Regions from separate parts of the Pan troglodytes genome. Here region 1 is linked to region 2. The links are chromatin contacts, called in public capture Hi-C maps. All regions are on one chromosome and are shown on one strand. Each heading gives the region's core, a stretch centred on a gene start, on an enhancer-like site or on the middle of the called end of the contact. The rest is flanking DNA. Distances are from core to core; before and after follow the strand shown.

Region 1 (5,194 bases), core at 877-3,376, 430 kb before region 2:
GTCCTGTTTCATTTTTGGAAAAATATGGCAAAGAATTATTGAGGTTAATGAAAAATTAAGGGAAATGATAGCATCAGGTTTTTTGGGGAAAAAAAGATTCTCTCTGGGAAGAGACTTTCATTTCATTTTCTAAACACATGGGTGTGGCCTTTGGCTTTTTTCTCCACCCATTGATCAGCTAATTCTAAATGCGTTTTCTCCACTTGCCAATGGTATGCCAGCATTCTGCTGTTTACATTCTCTAGCCTAGTTTTTTATTTTTTTATTTTTTTTCTGTAAATGGGGATTAAAATATTTAGCTCGGAGATGTTGAGAGCATTTAAATAGTAACATGTTCAGCCCTTGGTGTACAATAGGTATTCAATGTGCGATACTTTCCTTCCTCCTTTCTTCATCAACAGGAACACACACACACACAAAACACCAGTTTACCCATATTAAATACCTCTATGAGAATGTAACGCCAAACTTGTTTAAGTTAATTTGTACAGCATTTACCGTTCAGCATATACCATTCTTGCAACCCAGTTATAGACATGCTTAATGAAATTAGCATTGGAATCAAGACTCTGAAATTAAAAGTAAAATTCAGGTGGGTAGAGTTGGCATTTAAATATTTTGTATATTTAATTAATATCCATATGCATATTTATTTATCACTACATTTATGTTTAATTTATTATTTATCTTAATTTATGTATAGTATATATTCATATGTATATTTATGTTTATCAGTTGTGCATAGAATATACACTGATTTCCAGATTGTATACGCCTGTGAATGTTTTAAGTCTGTTTTGGAATAGGTCACTAAGGCATGGTTCTATGAAGGTATTTCAGGTTTTGTGCTTCTATTCACTTCAAAAATGAATTGTTAAATAAAATTTGATACTGTAGGAAGCTGAAAATAGTCAACTTCCCTTAGCTAGCCACCAATAACATAGAGTTTTTGAGAAAATCAAGCAAGGCAAGGATGGCCTATTTTTCTCTAAGAAATACATCCGTGTGTTCAAATGAATGTCATCCTTTTCAGAGAAGTTGCTTTGGGAGTCTAGACACTTCTTTCAACTGTACTGCTATTGCACTAAACGTTTTAGGAACTTTTTTTGGAATTACCTTTAGGGCTAATTAAGGAATCAAAGTAAAAGCTAGTCTCATTATATTGTAGGCTACAGCACTTCTATCCAGTCAGTTACCGTCTGCCTTATTAAATGGCTTGGTTGTTTCCAAAAATGAAACTTACCCTGATGAAAAAAAATATTTTTAAAAAACTACCCTGACATTCAAAGCAGTTCCCGTAGTGTGTGAAGGAAGAAAGTTCCTAACTGGAGTTTCAAAACTGTTTTGAAAATCGCTGGAATGTTGCTGCCTACTTTGATGGGGACATCATTCATTTGTATGGATAAATTCAAGTATATTTGTTCAAACCCAGTGTCATTGTCTTACAGTCATGTCTTTTGACAGCAACTATTTATAATGTGAAATAGGGATCCTTTTGAGCTGAGAGACCTCATCAAAAGACAAATGCTATTATTTAAAAAGGAATCATGGTGAATTTTTAACTAGAGTCTGCTGCGTTCAGTTACAGGCTCCAGAAACTTCTGAAAACAAAATGAGAAAAATACAAAGGCCTTTGTGCCCAGATCAGGCCTGTGATGTTCCTTTTATCCTCACATGGATTTGTTTAGCGAGTTACTGCAGTGCTTGTGTATATGATTAAATTTAAGCCAGTCATCATGGAATAGAATTATAAAGGCTGCGGGGTCCATATTTTGAAACAAGCAGGAAAACAACATGAACTTGTTAGAGGATGAATCCAGACTTTGATCTTAGCAAATACATAAACAGTAACAAGATGGAAATAAAAGGTAAAAATATTTGTAATATATTTATGTTTGGTTATTAATAAAAATGGAAATTGGTGAAAAAGGCAAAGCCAAAAAGAAAAAAAAAAAAGCCTCTGCTTAGGTACTTCGTTAAACCACATAAAAACTGTGAGAGTCCTGAGCAAATGAAATCTGTGACACAGACTGAAACCCTTGAGCTGGGCCTCCAAGGGCTTCATGGTTTTAAAGAGGCTGTTACAGACCTGGAGCTTTTCTGGCATGCCAGTCTCAGACCCTCCAGACTCGGGGGCTGCCAAACTGCTCATTTCCCACAAAACTTCAGCAGACTTGTAGTCTCTGACCATCCATCCATGTGCTACATTCCCAATAAAGCTATGCATCCTTTCAGATTACCCATATTGTGGAAACCAGTATCTGAACAAATCTGGGACCCTTTTAAAAAACTCGGTTGCTGTACTGTGCAAACCACGAATGCACTATTTCCCATTTGATTAGACATTTTCTTCTGGAAATGATTTTTGGAATTGATGTGGTGTCTATTTTTTTTTTTCAACAAAGCTGTCTCTCTTTTAAAATAAATCCCATGAATAATTTACTCTGCTGCCAGAGATGTGCTTGCTTTTATTTTTATTAAGGCCTGAAGTGTCTGGGATCAGCATCCTTGTGCCCCTCAGGGCTGTATGACCTTATGACCTGCATGGTCCTGCCAGGTCGCTTTCAGGGAAGGAAGGCCTCTTGATGGTGCAGAATGAGCCTCCTGAAGTGTCCACACATTCTCCATCCTGGCCCAGTGCCAGCCTGTGTTCAGGCTGCCTCAGACCTCCACAGAAAGAGTTAATAACGCCCAGCAGAATGTCCAGGCAGATGAATAACAGATGAGTTTCCCAAATCTTGGTAAAAAGTGATGTAGAAAGTTGGTGAGGTTTTAGAGATAACTCCCAAATGTTTATATCATAAAATATTCTCCTTTCCATTTTTCACCTTCCCTAGCTAAGGAGGCTAAAATTCTTTACTAAGTGAAGGAAGTCAGATACAAAAGGTCACATATTTATATGAACTCTCCAAAATAGGCAAATCTATAGATACAAAAAGCAGATTCATGGTTACCAGGGGCTGAGGGGAGGGAAAAGGGAGAGTGACTGCTTACAAGGTTTCCTTTGGGGTGTTAAAAAATGTTCTGTAACTAGATAGTGGTGATGTTTGTAGAACATCGTGAAGGTAATTAACAGTTATTAAAATGGTAAGTTTACGTTATATGTATTTTACCACAATAATTTTTTTTCTTCCTTAGGTAAAGTACAGGTGAAATGCAAATAGGAAAAGTAATTGTTAAGTCATTTGCACTCATCAATATCTTAGTAATTTTTAGGGCAATTAAGGGGTCGCCTAGTAAGTCCCTGATTATTGGGTAAAACAAAAAAATTGGTTATTGGTGAAAATGGATGAAAGGGCAAACCTGGTGTAGCACGTGTGAGGAAAGGACAAGAAGGCAGGTCGGGGTAAGACTGACCTAGTGTAATGGTGAATTTTATGTGTTAACTTGACTGGGCCATGGGGTGCCCAGTGCCTAGATATTTGGTTAAACATTACTTCTGAATGTGTCTATGAGGATGTTTCTGGATCAAATTAACACTTGAGTCAGTAGACAAAACAGATTCCTTCCCCAGTGTGGGTGGGCCTCACTCAGTCCATTGAAGGCATGAAAAGAACAAAAGACTGAATCAGAAAATTTTTTTCTCCCTGCCTGTCTTTGAACTGGGACATTGGTCTTCTGCTGTTCATCTTTGACTCAGACTGGAACATACACTATTGTCTCTCCTGGTTCTCAGGCCTTTGAACTTGGACTGGAACTATACCATCGGTTCTCCTGGGTCTCCAGCTTGCTGACTGTAGATCTTGGGACTTCTTAGCCTTCATAACTTCATCAGCCAATTCCTTATAATAAATATCTTTATATTTTTATCTGTATCTGTGTATGCATTTCTAACTATGGATATATATATTTCTATCTCTTATTGGTTTTGTTTCTCTGGAGAACCCAGACTAACACAGGTTTTGGTACCAAGAAGTGAAGTGTGGCAGTAAAAGATATCTAAACATGTGGAAATGGCTTTAGAGCTGAGTAATGGGTAGAGGCTGAAAGAGTTTTCAGGTGCATGCTAGAAATATGGATATAAAAAGAGATTTTGATGAGGACTCTGATGGAAATTAGGATCATGTTATTGGAAACTGGAAGGAAGGAAATTCTTGTTATAAAGTGGCAAAGAACTTGGCTGAATGGTGTTCAGGTGTTTTGTGGAAGGTAGAACTTGTGAGCAATGAAATTGCATATTTAGCAGAGGAAATTCTTAAGCAAAGTGTTGAAGGAGCGTCTTCGCTCCTCCTGAGTGCTTATAGAAAAATGTGTGGGCTGGGCACAATGGCTCACACCTGTAATCCCAGCACTTTGGGAGGCAGAGGCAGGTAGGTCACTTGAGGCCAGGAGTTCAAGACCAGTCTGGCCAATATGGCAAAATCCTGTCTCTACTGAAAATACAAAAATTAGCCAGGTGTGGTGGTGCATGCTTGTAATCCCAGCTACTTGAGAAGCTGAGGCAGGAGAATCACTTGAACCCAGGAGGTGGAGGTTACAGTGAGCTGAGATCATGCCACTGCACTCCAGCCTGGGCTACAGAGCAAGACTCTGTCAAATGTGAGAGAAGAGAGATGAATGAAGAAGAAATTGTTAAGCAAAAATGAACCAGAGCTTTAAGGTTTGGAAAACAATCAGCCTATTCATATTGCAAGAAACCGAGAAAGCATGTTCTGAAGAGTATGCCAAGGGTATGGCTGGATTATGGTTTGAGAAAGAGTTTATGGGATGATATGATCAGAAACACTGCCAGTTTGAACTGAAGGGGATGGAGATGTAACAAAATGAAGGAAGGCTGTTGGAATTCTTGGATTCTGTGAAAAGGACTGTATAGCCATTTGGCTGTGAATGCATGCTATTCTTCAAGGAAAAGGAAGAATGACTTCAAATGTGACTCAGAGATCATCAGGGCTGTCACTCCTACCACAGACCTAGGGGATAAGGCTATCTCCTCTTTGGTTTCAAAGAGTGTGACCACCCCTCTTGTTTTAGAAGGTGAGAAAAGCCCTACTCAGTGCCTTAGGAGTGAGCCCACAAAGTGTAACCTTGGGAGCAGGGCAACTCAGAGTCTCAGGTGCATTACTTTTTTTTTTTTTTTTTTGAGACAGGGTTTGGTTCTGTCACCTAGGCTGGTGTGCAGGGGTGCAATCTTGGCTTACTGCACCTCTATCTCCTGGGCTTAAGCCATCCTCCCATCTCAGCCTCCAGGGTAGCT
Region 2 (5,040 bases), core at 612-3,111:
AGCTAGTTGAAAAGTGGAAGGATTTAGTTAATCATAGCTATGTGTTTGGTTCACATGAAATTATAGACTGTGAGACAGTTGGCATTGAAAATAAGTTTATTATTTCTGGATAGATGACACATTCTCCTTTGATCCCACCATAAGTAGGGGCTGGTGTCTATGTTATTGTCTCTAGTCAAGAAGGGGACTATTAGTGACATGTCCTTTGCAAATTGGTTCATCAATCGTCCACAGAATTTATACTATTGACCTTGACTTCAAATAAACAAGATTAATACTTTTCTGTAAAATAAGGTTGAGATTTGAATGTGTTTCTCGATCTCTTACAAACCAAATCTTAGACTGATTAATGTTTAAAAGCTTACTAATGAGCCCTGTCATTTCAATATATTCTAATTATATATTATAGCTATGAATTATTTTTGAATTTGTATATATGTTGCAAAAAAGTTCAGAAATGCCAAAATATATAAATAGGACAATTATATATATATATATTTTTTGAGACGGAGTCTCGCTCTGTTGCCCAGCCTGGAGTGCAGTGGCGCGATCTCGGCTCACTGCAAGCTCCGCCTCCCGGGTTCACGCCATTCTCCTGCCTCAGCCTTCCAAGTAGCTGGGACTACAGGCGCCCACCAACACACCCGGCTGATTTTTTTGTATTGTTAGTAGAGACGGGGTTTCACCCTGTTAGCCAGGATAGATTCGATCTCCTGACCTCGTGATCCACCTGCCTCAGCCTCCCAAAGTGCTGGGATTACAGGCGTGAGCCACGGCGCCCGGCCTAATATTTTATTTTTAAAATATGTTGACATTATAATTTATTTTAAATGGCCCATAGTTTTCTTATTTGAGCAGAATTAGTTAGCAAAAATAAATAACTAATATTTATTGTGTGATAATTCTGTGTGAGACAGTTTTTAGTCTTCATATGTAGTACCTAATGTAATGTTCCAACAATCTCATGAAGTACTATTATCCCTAATTTTGCAGGCGAGAAAATCTACAGAAAGTTTGCCCAACATGATACAGTAAGTGGCTACATGAGGAGGTGAACCCAGGTTACGTGACTACAAAGCCTGTCTTATAAACAATGCAAATTTAAAATGGTAAAATCTACGTGTGGACCGATCATGAGCGATACCTCAAAACACACAATCCAGACATATGAAACTGCTTAATTAAAATCAGTTATAATAACTGGAAAACATTCTCTACCATCAATGAATTTTACTAGTATAAAATGTATTTAAAACAAATCAGAAATCTGTGTATATTTTGATAATATGAAGTCATCATTTTTTTCATACTTTAGTTTATCCTGGGCATTTTGAGCAACCAGAAATTGGTTTAGAGAAGGAATTTCTTCTTTACTTAAATCCTATTCTAGTTCCAATCTTTTCAATTCACTGAACTTAAAAATAATTGCTATCCATATTTTTTTTCTCACTAGCAATAATTGCAGTTCTGGAAATGTATTAAGTGGTTTTATTATTTTCTAAATCCTGCTTGCATTTCTTTTTCCCAGTTGAATCCACACCCAAAGCCGTATCTTCACCCCACCACAAACTATTAGCTTTAGAAAGGAAAAGAAAAACCACAACAAAACAGTGTGTGTGTACCAAAGACTTACATGTGCATAAGCAAAAGCAAACAATAGCATTAGCAGGAACTCGTGGACATTTCAGGGAAGTGGAGGAATTAGGCGGGGGAGCGCGCTTCGTTCCCTCTGATCTGATGCACAGACAGACACGGACACGGTTATCCCCTAGGGTCTGGAGGGCTGTCAGGGAGCCCTGGCTCAGTCTTGCTGAGTGACAGGCCCAGGGAGCCCCGACTCCCCGCTGACCCCGCTCGGCGCCTGCCTCAGGACGGCCGGGAGCTGCCGGGAGGGGCGGCGGTGCCTCCTGACAGCCAGACGCCAGGCACAGCTCTGGGGCAGAGGGGCGCAGCTCAGGGGGCCCTCTGAGAAGGAAGGGGGCGTCGCTTCAGGGAGGGAGGGAACGCCGCGCTTTACGGGGCTCAGTTTGTGCAGTGCCAGAGTGGTGGATGAGGCAAAGATGATACTAGGAATGCAGCTACTGCCCTCTGAGGATACAAACTCGCCCCTGATTGGCAATAGAGCAGAGAAGAGCCTTGTTTTCTAACTAAAATCTGTAACTCCTGGTCTCAAGCAGGGCATCAAGCCATTCTACCGAGGCAGTAACTAGGGTTACTTAATTGAAACAGCAAATACTGACTTGAGGCTAAGGTGTGCCATCTACTGTTCTAGATACTGGGAATATGGAGCTCTCAGAAAGCTGACAGTTTATAGAACTGGGTCTTTTACATCTTATCCTCTTCCCATCGCCCAATTAGCATGGGACCTGATGCATGTAATAGATACTTGGTCATGTTCATTGATTGAATGAGAGCAGTGAAAGGTGCCAGGGCAGAGGGGATTGCCCAATGACCCAGGGATGAACCTGGTGGATCACTGTGTTTCCAGGTTTGCCAGCAGTGCTAAGATGGGTGTTTCTCCCACCTGGCTGCTGCTTCAACCTTCTCCTGATTTCTTCTCTTCAATCAGGCAGCTTAGGTGAGCCTCTCCTTTCAGTTGCTCAGACCATGATGGAGATGGATGTTCTAACAGCTGGTAGTGGCCTCTGAAAAGCCAGAGAGGAAATCAGGTGAATTGGAGAAAGACTTGTATTTTGAATGCCCAGAAAAGAGAGAATGGAGTAAACAGACAAGAGTGCAGGAAATGAAGAAAGTGGCAGGAAACACAGATGGATGAGGACAGACCTCTCCTCGGCAGTCAGGTGGCTGTGCTGCCTTCCATCCCAGGGGGGCTCAGAAATAGGATTCCAGAATCTACTGGCAGAGGCCTGCAAATGACTTTAGCTGGGTAGGTCTGTTTCCACACAAACTACTCATTTTGCTCTTTGCCTATTAAAATGTAAACCACTGTGTCCCTTAAAATGTATCACACTTAAAAATGTTCCTGTAGCAGAGCCAGTTTCAAAGATGAACAGTTGTACCTCAGTGGTCAAGGATGCCTGTGGCCACTCACAACTCCTGACTCTTTCTGTAACATGAGGGGCTGGAAACTGCTTCCCATCCATCTTGCCCTTGTAAACCATTTGGGCAGGCTGCAATGGCTACTCCCACCAGTGTACTAGTACAAGTTAGGATCACTTAGACAATTGAATTTCATGGTAGGGAGAGGTTACGGGAAATTTCCTCGGCTGCAACCATGAAAACGAGAATTGTGGTTTGGATTTTTGTTGTGTGCTGTTTGCCACTGAGAAATAAGGACTGTATTTCTCCAGAACAAGTCTATTCCTGATAGTTTGACAATTAGGATCAGGGATAATGAGAACCATGTCTGCGGAAGCAGAAGAGCCAATCTCCTTGTATGATGGGCCTTTCCCCTTTCAGAACCTGATGTGCTGCCACAGCCCTTTTTTTTTTTTTACCCCCTGCCTGAATGGTGAGCTCTAAGATGGCTTCAGCATGTGAGACACAAAGATCACATCCAAGACTTGTTTCTGTGGCATGGATGAATCCTTTATCAGATGCCAAAAGTAGTTCCTGCTTTGTATACATAGGTCACAGCAAAAACTCTTGGGCTAGTGAGTGAAAGTGTATGTTTTAGTCTTAGTGCTTTAATCTATATATTGTTTTTTTTTTTTTTTCAGAAATGTTAGCTATATGAGTGCACTAAGAACGCTACAAAGTTTGGGCCTGTTTTTCTCGATAATTAACAAAACTACATGAGGCTATTTACATTTTGGTTGTTATCCTTCCTCTGAATAGTAGGAGGCTTCTCATTCTGGGCTCTGAAAGGCCCAGCTGATGAGATCTGATGAGATCTGATGAGATCTGAAGGGCCTGTGCTGCCGCAAAGCCACTCATGTACATGGAGCCCATAACTTTTCCTGGCTGTTGACACATCTTGGCATGTGAGCAGATTGAAAAAGCCTTGTTCCACAGCTCAATATTAAGATGGCTGTTACTGAACCACAGGGTTAGGGGAGTGTGATTAAAAAGAAAAAAACTAGATTTGTGTAGGCTGGGTCTAGGCAACACTAGGAAAGATGTAAAGTTTGCCTTTATCATTTTCCCTTTTGTGTGTCTTTCACTTGCTTTGCCAAAGTAAAGTTTAGGGGTGTGTGTACATACTTGTGTGAATGTATGTATGAGTCTCTCTGTGTTTGTCTACCAATGAGTTAAATCCCAGTCATCCAAAATGATAACATTCAACCTCTGTCTTCAGTGTATTATTGATAAAGCATCTACAAATCTTTAGCTAAGGATGGTTCTGTAATGCCATGGCCATTGCAGTGTTACATAAGAAAGGTGTCTATGTTTTTCCTCACTTTGGTAATGTCTTTTTAATAATCCCCAACTCTGATATGTCATGGTTTATTTTAGTTAGTGTTCATTTAGAATCTCTTTCCTAAATGGCAATTAGCAGCACTTCTAACCCTTTCTAAAAGGAAAATATTCAAGTAATGCCTAAGGGAAAATACTGACCAGGGTAAAAGGTCAAAAGAAGAATACTCTGCTATGTTGAACTCTCAAGATCTGCTGACTGACCTGAGGTGACCATTACACAACTCACAACCATGAAGAACAAGGAAATTCAATCAAGAAAGCACTTATTGCAGAAAACCTTAAATGTAGACAAATTATGATTAATTTAAAAATATTGATGAAACTCATAGGCAAATTGTAGCAATATTTCAAAAATTTCTCTGTAATTGTCCATTTATCTACCTACCTATTTGTTTCTATATGATGGGTATGATAGAAATTGACATTCCTCAAAGTATATTCCATCTGCAGGATGCTCAGGGCGAAGTAGTTCCATAGTAAATAATTTTGGGACTTACCACCTGCTTATGTCTCTCTTATTAAGACAGTCAAAGGACTCTCTTACATAGAGAGTTCTAAGAAGTTCTGCAGTAAACAAGCCTATTAAAATTTATTCAGTTCAATGTTCTTCAAGTGTACTTGACTCCAAATCCTTCTTTCCAACGATACCTATTTTGCATT

The links. Capture Hi-C pulls out chosen DNA fragments and counts their contacts.
Region 1: a capture Hi-C map of stem cell-derived neural stem cells shows a contact between it and region 2, with 5 times the contacts expected there. The contact joins two enhancer-like sites. A contact is called at or near these places in 5 of 7 Hi-C or Micro-C datasets (blood, induced pluripotent stem cells, a lymphoblastoid cell line and 1 more) and 1 of 1 other capture datasets (stem cell-derived neural stem cells).

Annotation. Positions count from the first base shown.
Region 1 is chr3:149,368,098-149,373,291 of NHGRI_mPanTro3-v2.0_pri, reverse strand. The region is part of intron 3 of LOC134809811 (a long non-coding RNA gene); the gene reads right to left. Among named protein-coding and RNA genes, the nearest start is that of TMEM184C, 32 kb to the left of the region's middle. Within about 2 kb of position 2,126, at least 2 of the 24 cell types and tissues checked have an H3K27ac peak or open chromatin away from gene starts, as enhancers often do. A contact at or near this core is called in stem cell-derived neural stem cells, where this site is marked.
Region 2 is chr3:148,938,767-148,943,806 of NHGRI_mPanTro3-v2.0_pri, reverse strand. No RefSeq gene overlaps it. Among named protein-coding and RNA genes, the nearest start is that of TTC29, 210 kb to the right of the region's middle. Within about 2 kb of position 1,861, at least 8 of the 24 cell types and tissues checked have an H3K27ac peak or open chromatin away from gene starts, as enhancers often do. A contact at or near this core is called in stem cell-derived neural stem cells, where this site is marked.